Regions from separate parts of the Mus musculus genome. Here all the other regions are linked to region 2. A link is a contact called in public HiChIP or PLAC-seq data. All regions are on one chromosome and are shown on one strand. Each heading gives the region's core, a stretch centred on a gene start, on an enhancer-like site or on the middle of the called end of the contact. The rest is flanking DNA. Distances are from core to core; before and after follow the strand shown.

Evidence for each region. HiChIP or PLAC-seq counts read pairs in DNA pulled down with a chosen protein or histone mark.
Region 1: a BATF HiChIP or PLAC-seq map of CD8 T cells shows a contact between it and region 2, with 30 read pairs. The contact joins the promoter of H2-Q4 here to the enhancer-like site in region 2. A contact is called at or near these places in 1 of 15 datasets of contacts at CTCF or cohesin (CD8 T cells), 1 of 484 Hi-C or Micro-C datasets (B cells), 9 of 115 datasets of contacts at active chromatin or transcription factors (CD8 T cells, bone marrow-derived macrophages, effector CD8 T cells and 4 more) and 4 of 9 other capture datasets (adipose tissue, liver, macrophages and 1 more).
Region 3: a BATF HiChIP or PLAC-seq map of CD8 T cells shows a contact between it and region 2, with 18 read pairs. The contact joins the promoter of H2-Q6 here to the enhancer-like site in region 2. A contact is called at or near these places in 2 of 15 datasets of contacts at CTCF or cohesin (CD8 T cells and the NIH/3T3 cell line), 2 of 484 Hi-C or Micro-C datasets (B cells and nephron progenitors), 6 of 115 datasets of contacts at active chromatin or transcription factors (CD8 T cells, effector CD8 T cells, embryonic stem cells and 2 more) and 3 of 9 other capture datasets (adipose tissue, liver and pancreatic islet).

What each region holds. Positions count from the first base shown.
Region 1 is chr17:35,378,218-35,381,058 of GRCm38.p6, reverse strand. It overlaps H2-Q4 (histocompatibility 2, Q region locus 4), which reads right to left and starts at 1,442. Exons shown (of 6, transcript NM_001143689.1): 1 at 1,352-1,442; 2 at 886-1,239; 3 at 423-698. The coding sequence starts at 1,415.
Region 2 is chr17:35,300,288-35,303,181 of GRCm38.p6, reverse strand. No RefSeq gene overlaps it. Among named protein-coding and RNA genes, the nearest start is that of H2-Q1, 19 kb to the left of the region's middle. Within about 2 kb of position 1,296, at least 127 of the 459 cell types and tissues checked have an H3K27ac peak or open chromatin away from gene starts, as enhancers often do. A contact at or near this core is called in B cells, CD8 T cells, the NIH/3T3 cell line and 7 more, where this site is marked.
Region 3 is chr17:35,423,220-35,426,345 of GRCm38.p6, reverse strand. H2-Q6 (histocompatibility 2, Q region locus 6) reads right to left here and starts at 1,496. Exons shown (of 7, transcript NM_207648.2): 1 at 1,406-1,496; 2 at 969-1,238; 3 at 500-775. The coding sequence starts at 1,469.

The DNA.
Region 1 (2,841 bases), core at 193-2,692, 78 kb before region 2:
ACTGAGGCAATCAGCCTAGTGTAGGGTAGTCCATGTCTCCCATCAGTTAAAGGCGACTTCTGGTCCTGAGGTGTAAGGGCTGACACACTCAGCAGGACAGGAGTCAGTGTCTACAGACAGTGGGCTGAGAACCCGGCCTGGGAGAGGCCATGGCTGACAGAGGCTACAGGGGAACTGAAGGGAGCAGCTGTTGTTACCTCAGGGAAATTCTCTCCTTCCCTCCTGAGACAGCCTGGGCACTGTCCAGGGAGAAGGCTGAGCCCTGGGAGAGTCAGTGCAGTCACTGTGATGAGGGATCAGGAGACCCAGGGTCACTCTCTCCCCTCTGAGACAGGGGCATCACCCCAGCTGAGGGTTTCTTCTTCCCCAGGACTGAGCCCCAGCCCGAGGGCAGAGGGAGGAGCTGCCCGCGGCCCCTGCACCTGTGCGCAGCAGCGTCTCCTTCCCGAGCTCCAGGTATCTGCGGAGGGACTGCACGCACGCGCCCTCCAGGTAGGCCTTGCTTTTCTCTGTAGCACCAGCCTGCTCCCACTTGCGTCGGGTGATCTGTGCCGCCATGTCCGCCGCCGTCCACGTTTTCAGGTCTTCGTTCAGGGCGATGTAATCGCGGCCGTCGTAGGCGAACTGCTGGTACCCGCGGAGGAGGCGCCCGTCGGACCCCACTTCACAGCCAGAGATCACCTGAATAGTGTGAGAGCCTGCGGGACCCCGCGGTCAGCCCCGCCCACACGCCCCGGCCCCGCCCACCCGCGGACTCCTCCAAACTGAAAGGGAAACCAGTCCCGCGTCCGTTCTGCTCAGAACCTCGAACTTGGGGCCCGGGACGTCTCGGGCCCCTGTTTTGGGACGTGGAGGGGTCGTGACCTCCGATCCGGGGTCACTCACCGCCCGCGCTCTGGTTGTAGTAGCTGAGCAGGGTCCTCAGGTTCACTCGGAAAATCTGCTCATTGCCCTTGGCTTTCTGTGTTTCCCGCTCCCAATACTCCGGCCCCTCCTGCTCCATCCACGGTGCCCGCGGCTCATATCTCGGATTCTCCGCGTCGCTGTCGAAGCGCACGAACTCCGTGTTGTCCACGTAACCGACAGAGATGAACCGGGGCTCCCCAAGGCCCGGCCGGGACACGGAGGTGTAGAAATAACTCAGCAAGTGTGGGCCTGGAGGCAGGGCGCGGTGAGACCCCGAACTCCTTCCGGGACCCCCGGCGGGTGAGCGGGCCGGGAGGGGAGCAGGGCGCGGGGCTAGGGTGGAGAAGGGGCGGAGGGTCAGGTGGGCGACGCCGGGACGCGGCTTCCCCCGTGCCGCCCCCTCCCCTTTCCTCAGAGGCCATTTCCCTCCGGACCCGGTACTCACCCGCGCGGATCTCGATCAGGGTCTGGGCGACTGCCACCAGCAGAAGCAGCATTGTTGACGCCATTGCTCCCCTCTGGGATTCTGGGCATCTGACTCTGGCGGGCTGTGTGGACTTTATAACCTGCTCCCGCGGCGACGATGATTGGTTCCCGGTGATCACGTCACCCAATGGGGGTGAGAACTGCCAGTAAGTCATCAGTGTCCGGGCAGAAGGACCTGACCCAAGTTAGGAGCAGAAGTGAAACTGGGGAGATGGGAAATCCCCACCCCTGATCTCACTGCCTGGAGACTAAGACTTTGCCTGAACCCTGTGCTGTGGACAGAGAGCTGTTTGTCTTGGTGTCTCCGAGTTCTGACCCAGAAGCTGTCAGGACACCAGGAGAGAAGAGACCTGCAGGCCAGACTCTCTGTATCTTCCCTCCACCCTTCCTCTTCCTTCTTCTCTTCAGAAGTCAGACCCTGGAGCCTTCCAGAAGAAAAGCCACTTCCAGGAATACAATGGCAACACAAGCGCTTGGGGATGCAGTGGAGAGAGGCTTCTCCTTAAAGCAGAGGCGCTGGCCTGCAAGCCCCATTAGAACACCACAGAGACCAGGCTCTGTTCACCTGCAGTGGGCGGCTCACACTGCCAAGCCTGAGTGCAGGACTCTCTTCTATAAAGAGGATACTTCGTCTTTTCCCTCAGGATCTGTCTTCTCAGCCCTGTGCTGGGACACAGATTCCTTGTGTCACTTCCTAGATGAAGTCTGTGGCTGCAGGTTTTTTGTTTGTTTCTTTTTTGTTTTTTTAAAAACAAAGATCTTCCTTCTGAGTTTGTCTCTGTGGACCTGGGACATTGTCTCAGCACAGGAGACCCCCTTGTCCACTGAAGAGAGACCCCTGTGCAGACCACAGACAGCAGGGCACTGATCCCTGTCTCCACTTCACTTCTCTGTGACTGTACTTCCATGGTGCAGTTGCTTTAGTGACTCAATAACAGTAGGAGAGGAACTGTCACCAACTATAACACAGAATAATGATGATAGTACGGTAGAAGCTATGTAATTTCTGACCCTCTCCCTCCCTCCCTGACCTTCACTCACACTTTTGAACTGATGAGGTGAGGGACATGAATGTCACAGCTGTGTGGGACACTGGTTCTGATAACCGAGTTGGCCCCAGAGTTTCTCAGGCCTGTGCAGTGTGGACACTGGAAGAAAGATGATTCTCATGCCAGAGAGCACACACTGGTGATGTGAGGTTTCATCCCTGATCAGTAGTGTGGGGGAAGATTAATTTTACCCATTTCATGATTCTGTGGATCTTTTCAAACCATAGCCACAGAAGTGAAGTGGAAAGAAGAGCAGAGTTGGGTGGGGACTCCTGAAGAGAGTCACTCATCACACAGAGCAACAAATGTGTGTGACCACCGGTGTGAACTCCAGTCACCTCCCCATGCAGATCTCCACAGCAGCCCCCCAGATTCACCGGGATTCAGCAGACCCTGTCTC
Region 2 (2,894 bases), core at 47-2,546:
AGGTACATGCTTGACCAAGTTGTTTGGTTTTTGAGACAGGGTTTCTCTGTGCAGCCTTTGTTGTCTTGGAACTCTGTAGACCAGGCTGGACTCGAACTTAGAGACCCACCTGCCTCTACCTCCTAAGTGCTGGGACTGAAGGTGTGTGTCTCCACAGCCTGGCAACCTTGACCAAGTCTTGAACAAAAGCTAGGCTGGTTTGCAGACCTGTAACCCTGGCTAATTAGGGACCAGAAGCACTGGATGGAAAACCTGCTTCAGTTACAGAGTAAGTTCAAGGCCAGCCTGGACCACGTCTTAAAAGTAAAGGCTGGGACACAGCTCGGTGGCAGGAAGCCGTCCCTAGGTCCCATCTACAGCGTGGGGGAAATTCCAGGTGAAAGATGCTGTCAAGGGAAAAAAAGAGTAATTTGAGGTTATTTCCTTTACCCCATTCACTTCCCAGGGCCTTGGCTGGGGGCCTAAGTCCACCCAGACCCCGTCCCAGGCATCCATGCTCCTTTCTCACTTGTTACAACTTTCCCACCTACTCCACCACCCCCTTCTAGGTGTCAGACCTGGGGATCCCAGGCTTCTGGTTTTACCTTATAGCCCCGGGTGTTCTGGAACTTGCTATGTGGTTGAAGAATGCAGAGATCTGCTCTCCTGAGTTTTGGGATTGAAGGCATTCCCAGAGAAACCCAGGACCCTTTCTTTGTGTGGTCACATCAAGCTCAGCCGGTGTGTAGTTCAGTGAGGACACGGTCAACAGGCAGGAAGCCCTGGGGTAAATCCTGGGCAACAGCAACCACAAAAGGAAAAACAACTAATGCTCTGCTGTGGCGGGCTGTGCAGGGGATACCCGGTTTCTTAGTGTGGCCCTTCCTCAGTGTGAGCTGGACAGCTTCGCGGGCTTGTGAAGCTGGCCAGCAGTTCCTGAACTCTGCAGTCTGCAGTCTGGAGGGACATTTGACATAGAGCCCAGTCCATCTCCAAGATTCTTGGGAGCTGCGATGCGGAGCACGGCCGCCAGGGGGCAGCAGGACACAGGAATAGGAGCGGCTCCAGTTCCTGATCACCTAAGTGGCTGTGAGCTTTGAATGCTGGGAAAGGTAGGGAGTTGTGGTCGCCTATGCCCTCTTCATACCGAAGCAGCCAGGGATTTTCCTTTCAGCCCCAAATCCTCTGGTTTGTGGTTTTCACGGGTCCTTATGATCTTCGGACTGAAACACAACTTCTGAGCGAGATTACACCTCGGCTCCTCTCTAGATTGTGACTCAGCACCAACTCTCCAGTCACAGTGACATAGACACACACACACCATGGCATGCTGAGGTGAGGCATGAGGATCAAGTTGTAGGTGGGAAAGGTCAGGACTGGAGAGATGACTCAGAGGTTGAGAGCATTAACTGCTCTTCCAAAGGCCCTGAGTTGATTTCTCAGAAATCACGTGGTGGCTCACAACCATCTATAATGAGATCTGGCGCCCTCTTTTGGTGGCTATAGACATATGCAGGCAGAACACTGTGTACATAATAAATTTTTAAAATAAAATAAAGAATTCAAGGTCCACCTGAGCTACAACAAGGCATACAGCACAAACAGCATAAATGAACGAACACACAGGCTCCATAGACCAGTAGCATCAGGGGCCACTCTGTAGAAGGAATCACCCTTCCCTGGCTGATTCCCTAAGATCATTGTGTACACATCATTAGATGTACACGCCTACTGCAAGGGTCCCTAGAGTGCTGATCTAGGTTTGGAGGTGTTCCTATGCGCTGTAGTGACCCCCAATACTGTTCAGGTATCTCTTTCTTTACAGAAATCTTATTTCCCTTCATTTATTTTTCATTCTTTTAAAAAATATTTTTATTTATATGGGTGTTTTGCCTCCATGTATCTTGCGCGCGCTCAACTGGCCAGGAAGAACGACGCTGCAACAGGATCCTTCTGCACACGTTTATTGGGAGAGCTTGATTGTAGAGGCGAAAAGACCTCGAGCCCAGAACTGGTGCTGCTTTTATAGGCCTAGGAGAGGCGTGTCTCACACCCGGATTGGTTATGCACTATGCCTCATTTGCATGTTCCTCATCTGATTGGCTACTCTCTCTCAGTACCTCACAGAGCCTCATTATCATAACTCATTTGCATGTCTCACATCTGATTGGTTACTCTCTCTCAGTACCTTACAGAACCTCATTATCATACCTCATTTGCATGTCTCACATCTAATTGGTTATACTCTCAGTACCTTACAGAACCTCATTATCATGCCTGGGCCAGGCAGTGTCTTTGCAAAAAACTTTACTGCATATGTACACATTGGTTGTTTGTCCAATTTTATGCGTGGTGGCCAGCAGTAGTCAGTGCCACTCAGCAACGGCACATGTGGCTTCCCACACATGTATGTCTGTGCCCCACAAGCATGGAGTTCCCCAGGCCGCCAGAAGAGGGCACCCTACCCATCTAAGGCTGAGTTACAAGTGGATGAGAACTGGAACTGAACCCAGGTCCTCTGGAACAGCAGTGAGCATTCTTCACCTCGGAACAATCTCTGCAGCTCCATAATTTTATTCGGAAGTGACACCATTTTTATTTTTATGCCTTGGCTCTCTGAGATTCTTTTCTCTGCAGCACAGGGCCTCAGTCAGGCCTGAGCCTCCTAACTCCCCTGCAGAGAAGGTGTGAACAGGAGAAGCCCTGGCTTCCTCAGGGGCACAGAGTCCCAGAGAAGGAGCTTCCCAATCCGTCCCCACAGTGCTCAGTCTACAAAAACGTCTGATGTCCTCCAGCACCAAAGCAGCATTGCTAACATAACCCAGGCATGGAACATTCCAGATGCCCTGTGTAGGTTTATATTTTCCCAAACCTACTTTAATAAGCTTACTTAAGTGTTTTAACCTCTCTTCTAG
Region 3 (3,126 bases), core at 247-2,746, 120 kb before region 2:
GGGTGTCTAAGGATGCAAACCCCACAGACAGGGAAGGATCTGGTAGACTGTATTCTTTGGAAAGTTCTAGAAACTGGGGGAACCAGCCTAGTGTAGGATAGTCCATGTCTCCCATCGGGTAAAGGAGACTTCAGGTCATGAGGTGTAAGGGCTGACACACTCAGCAGGACAGGAGTCAGTGTCTACAGACAGTGGGTGTGGGCTGAGAACCCGGCCTGGGAGAGGCCATGGCTGACAGAGGCTACAGGGCAACTGAAGGGAGCAGCTGTTGTTACCTCAGGGAAATTCTCTCCTTCCCTCCTGAGACAGCCTGGGCACTGTCCAGGGAGAAGGCTGAGCCCTGGGAGAGTCAGTGCAGTCACTGTGATGAGGGATCAGGAGACCCAGGGTCACTCTCTCCCCTGTGAGACAGGGGCATCACCCAGCTGAGGGTTTCTTCTTCCCCAGGACTGAGCCCCAGCCCGAGGGCAGAGGGAGGAGCTGCCCGCGGCCCCTGCACCTGTGCACAGCAGCGTCTCCTTCCGGAGCTGCAGGTATCTGCGGAGCGACTGCACGCAAGCGCCCTCCAGGTAGGCCCGGTCTCTCTCTGCAATACCAGCCTGCTCCCACTTGTGTAGGGTGATCTGTGCAGCCATGTCCGCCGCCGTCCAGGTTTTCAGGTCTTCGTTCAGGGCGATGTAATCGCGGCCTTCATAGGCGAACTGCAGGTACCCGCGGAGGAGGCGCTCGTCGGACCCCACGTCACAGCCATACATCCACTGGAGTGTGTGAGAGCCTGCGGGACCCAGTGGTCAGTCCCTCCTCCGCCCACCCCCCCCCCCACCCCCCACCGCGGACTCCTCCAAACTGAAAGGGAATCCGGTCCTGGGTCAGTTCTGCTCCTGAAACTCGGACTTTGGACCCGGGACCTCACCGGCCTCTGTTTCGGGACGTGGAGGGGTCGTGACCTCCGACCCGGGGTCACTCACCGCCCTTGCTCTGGTTGTAGTATCTCTGTGCGGTCCTCAGGCTCACTCGGAAACTCTCCTCATGGCCCTTGGCTTTCTGTGTCTCCCGCTCCCAATACTCCGGCCCCTCCTGCTCCATCCACCGCGCCCGCGGCTCCATCCTCGGATTTTCCGCGTCGCTGTCGAAGCGCACGAACTGCTTGTTGTCCACGTAGCCGACGATAATGAACCGGGGCTCCACGAGGCCGGGCCAGGACACAGCAGTGTGGAAATACCGCAGCGAGTGTGGGCCTGGGGGCGGCGCGCGGTGAGACCCCGACCTCCTCCCGGGACCCCGGTCGGGTACGCGGGCCGGGAGTGGAGCAGGGCTCGGGGCTCGGGTGGAGAAGGGGCGGAGGTCCGGTGGGCGACGCGGGGACGCGGCACAGGGGCTGTTTCCCTCCCGACCCCGCACTCACCCGCGCGGGTCTCGATCAGGGTCAGGGCGGCCGCCACCAGCAAGAGCAGCGTTGTTAGAGCCATTGCTCCTCTCGGGGATTCAGGTCGACTGACTCCTGTGGGCAGCGTGGACTTTACAACCCGCTCCCGCGCCGACGCTGATTGGTTCCCGGTGATCACCTCACCCAATAGGGGTGAGAACTGTTACAGGTCATCAGTGTCCTGGCAGAATGAACTGACCCAGGTTAGGAGCAGAAGTGAAACTGGGGAGATGGGGAATCCCCAGCCATGGGCTTCCCCACCCTTGACCTCACAGCCTGGAGATTAAGACTTTGCCTGAACCCTGTGCCGGGGACAGAGAGCTGTTTGTCATGGTGTCTCCGAGTTCTGATCCAGAAGCTGTCAGGACACCAGGAGAGACCCGCAGGCCATACTCTCTGTGCCCTATCCTCCACTCTTCCTCTTCCTTCTTCTCTTCAGAAGTCAGACCTTGGAGTCTTCTAGAAGAAATGCCACTTCTGGGAATACAATGGAGACACAAGCACTTGGGGATGCAGTGAAGATAGGCTTCTCCTTAAAGCAGAGGCGCTGGTCTGCAAAGCCCCACATGGACTCCATAGAGACCAGGCTCTGTTCACCTGCAATGGGCGGCTCACACTTCCAAGCCTGAGTGCAGGACTCTCATCAGTTAAGTGTAGACTTCGCCTCTCTCCTCAGGATCTGTCTTCTCACAGATTCCTTGTGTTACCTCCTAGTTGAAGAGCTGTGGCTGCAGGGTTTTTGTTTGTTTGTTTGTTTGTTTGTTTCTTCTTTGGTTTTTTTTTTTTTTTTTTTAGAGATAGGGTTTTTCTGTATAGCACTGGCTGTCCTGGAACTCACTTTGTACTCCAGGCTGGCCTCGAACTCAGAAATCCACCTGCCTCTGCCTCCCAAGTGCTGGGATTAAAGGCATGTGCCACCACGCCCGGAATCTTTGTTTTGTTTTTGTTTTTTAAAACAAAGATCTTCCTTCTGAGTTTGTCTGTGTAGACCTGGGACTCAGCACAGGAGATCCCCTTGTCCACTGAAGAGAGACCCCTGTGCAGACCACAGACAGCAGGGCACTGATCGCTGTCTCCACTGCACTTCTCTATTTCTGCACTTCCAAGGTGCAGTTGCTTTAGTGACTCAATCACAGTAGGAGAGGAACTGTCACCAACTATAACACAGAATAAATATGATAGTATGGTAGAAGCTATGTAATTTCTGACCCTCTCCCTCCCTCCCTGACCTTCACTCACACGTATGAGCTGATGAGGTGAGGGACATGAATGTCACAGCTGTGTGGGACATGGGTTCTGATAATTGAGTTGGCCCCAGAGTTCCCCAGGCCTGTGCAGTGTGGACACTGGAAGAAAGATGATTCTCATGCCAGAGAGCACACACTGGTGATGTGAGGTTTCATCCCTGATCAGTAGTGTGGAGGAAAGATTAAATTTACCCATTTCATGATTCTGTAGATCTTTTCAAATAGCAGCCACAGAAGTGAAGTGGAAAGAAGAGCAGAGATGGGTGGGTACTCCCAAAGTGAGTCACTCATCACACAGAGCAACGAATGTGTGTGACCACAGGTGTGAACTCCAGTCACCTCCCCATGAACGTCTCCACAGCTGCCCCCCCCAGCCTCACCAGGATTCAGCAGACCCTGTCTCCCTGAACCCCTCTTATTAGATGCTGTGAGCATTTTCCATGGGGACTTGAT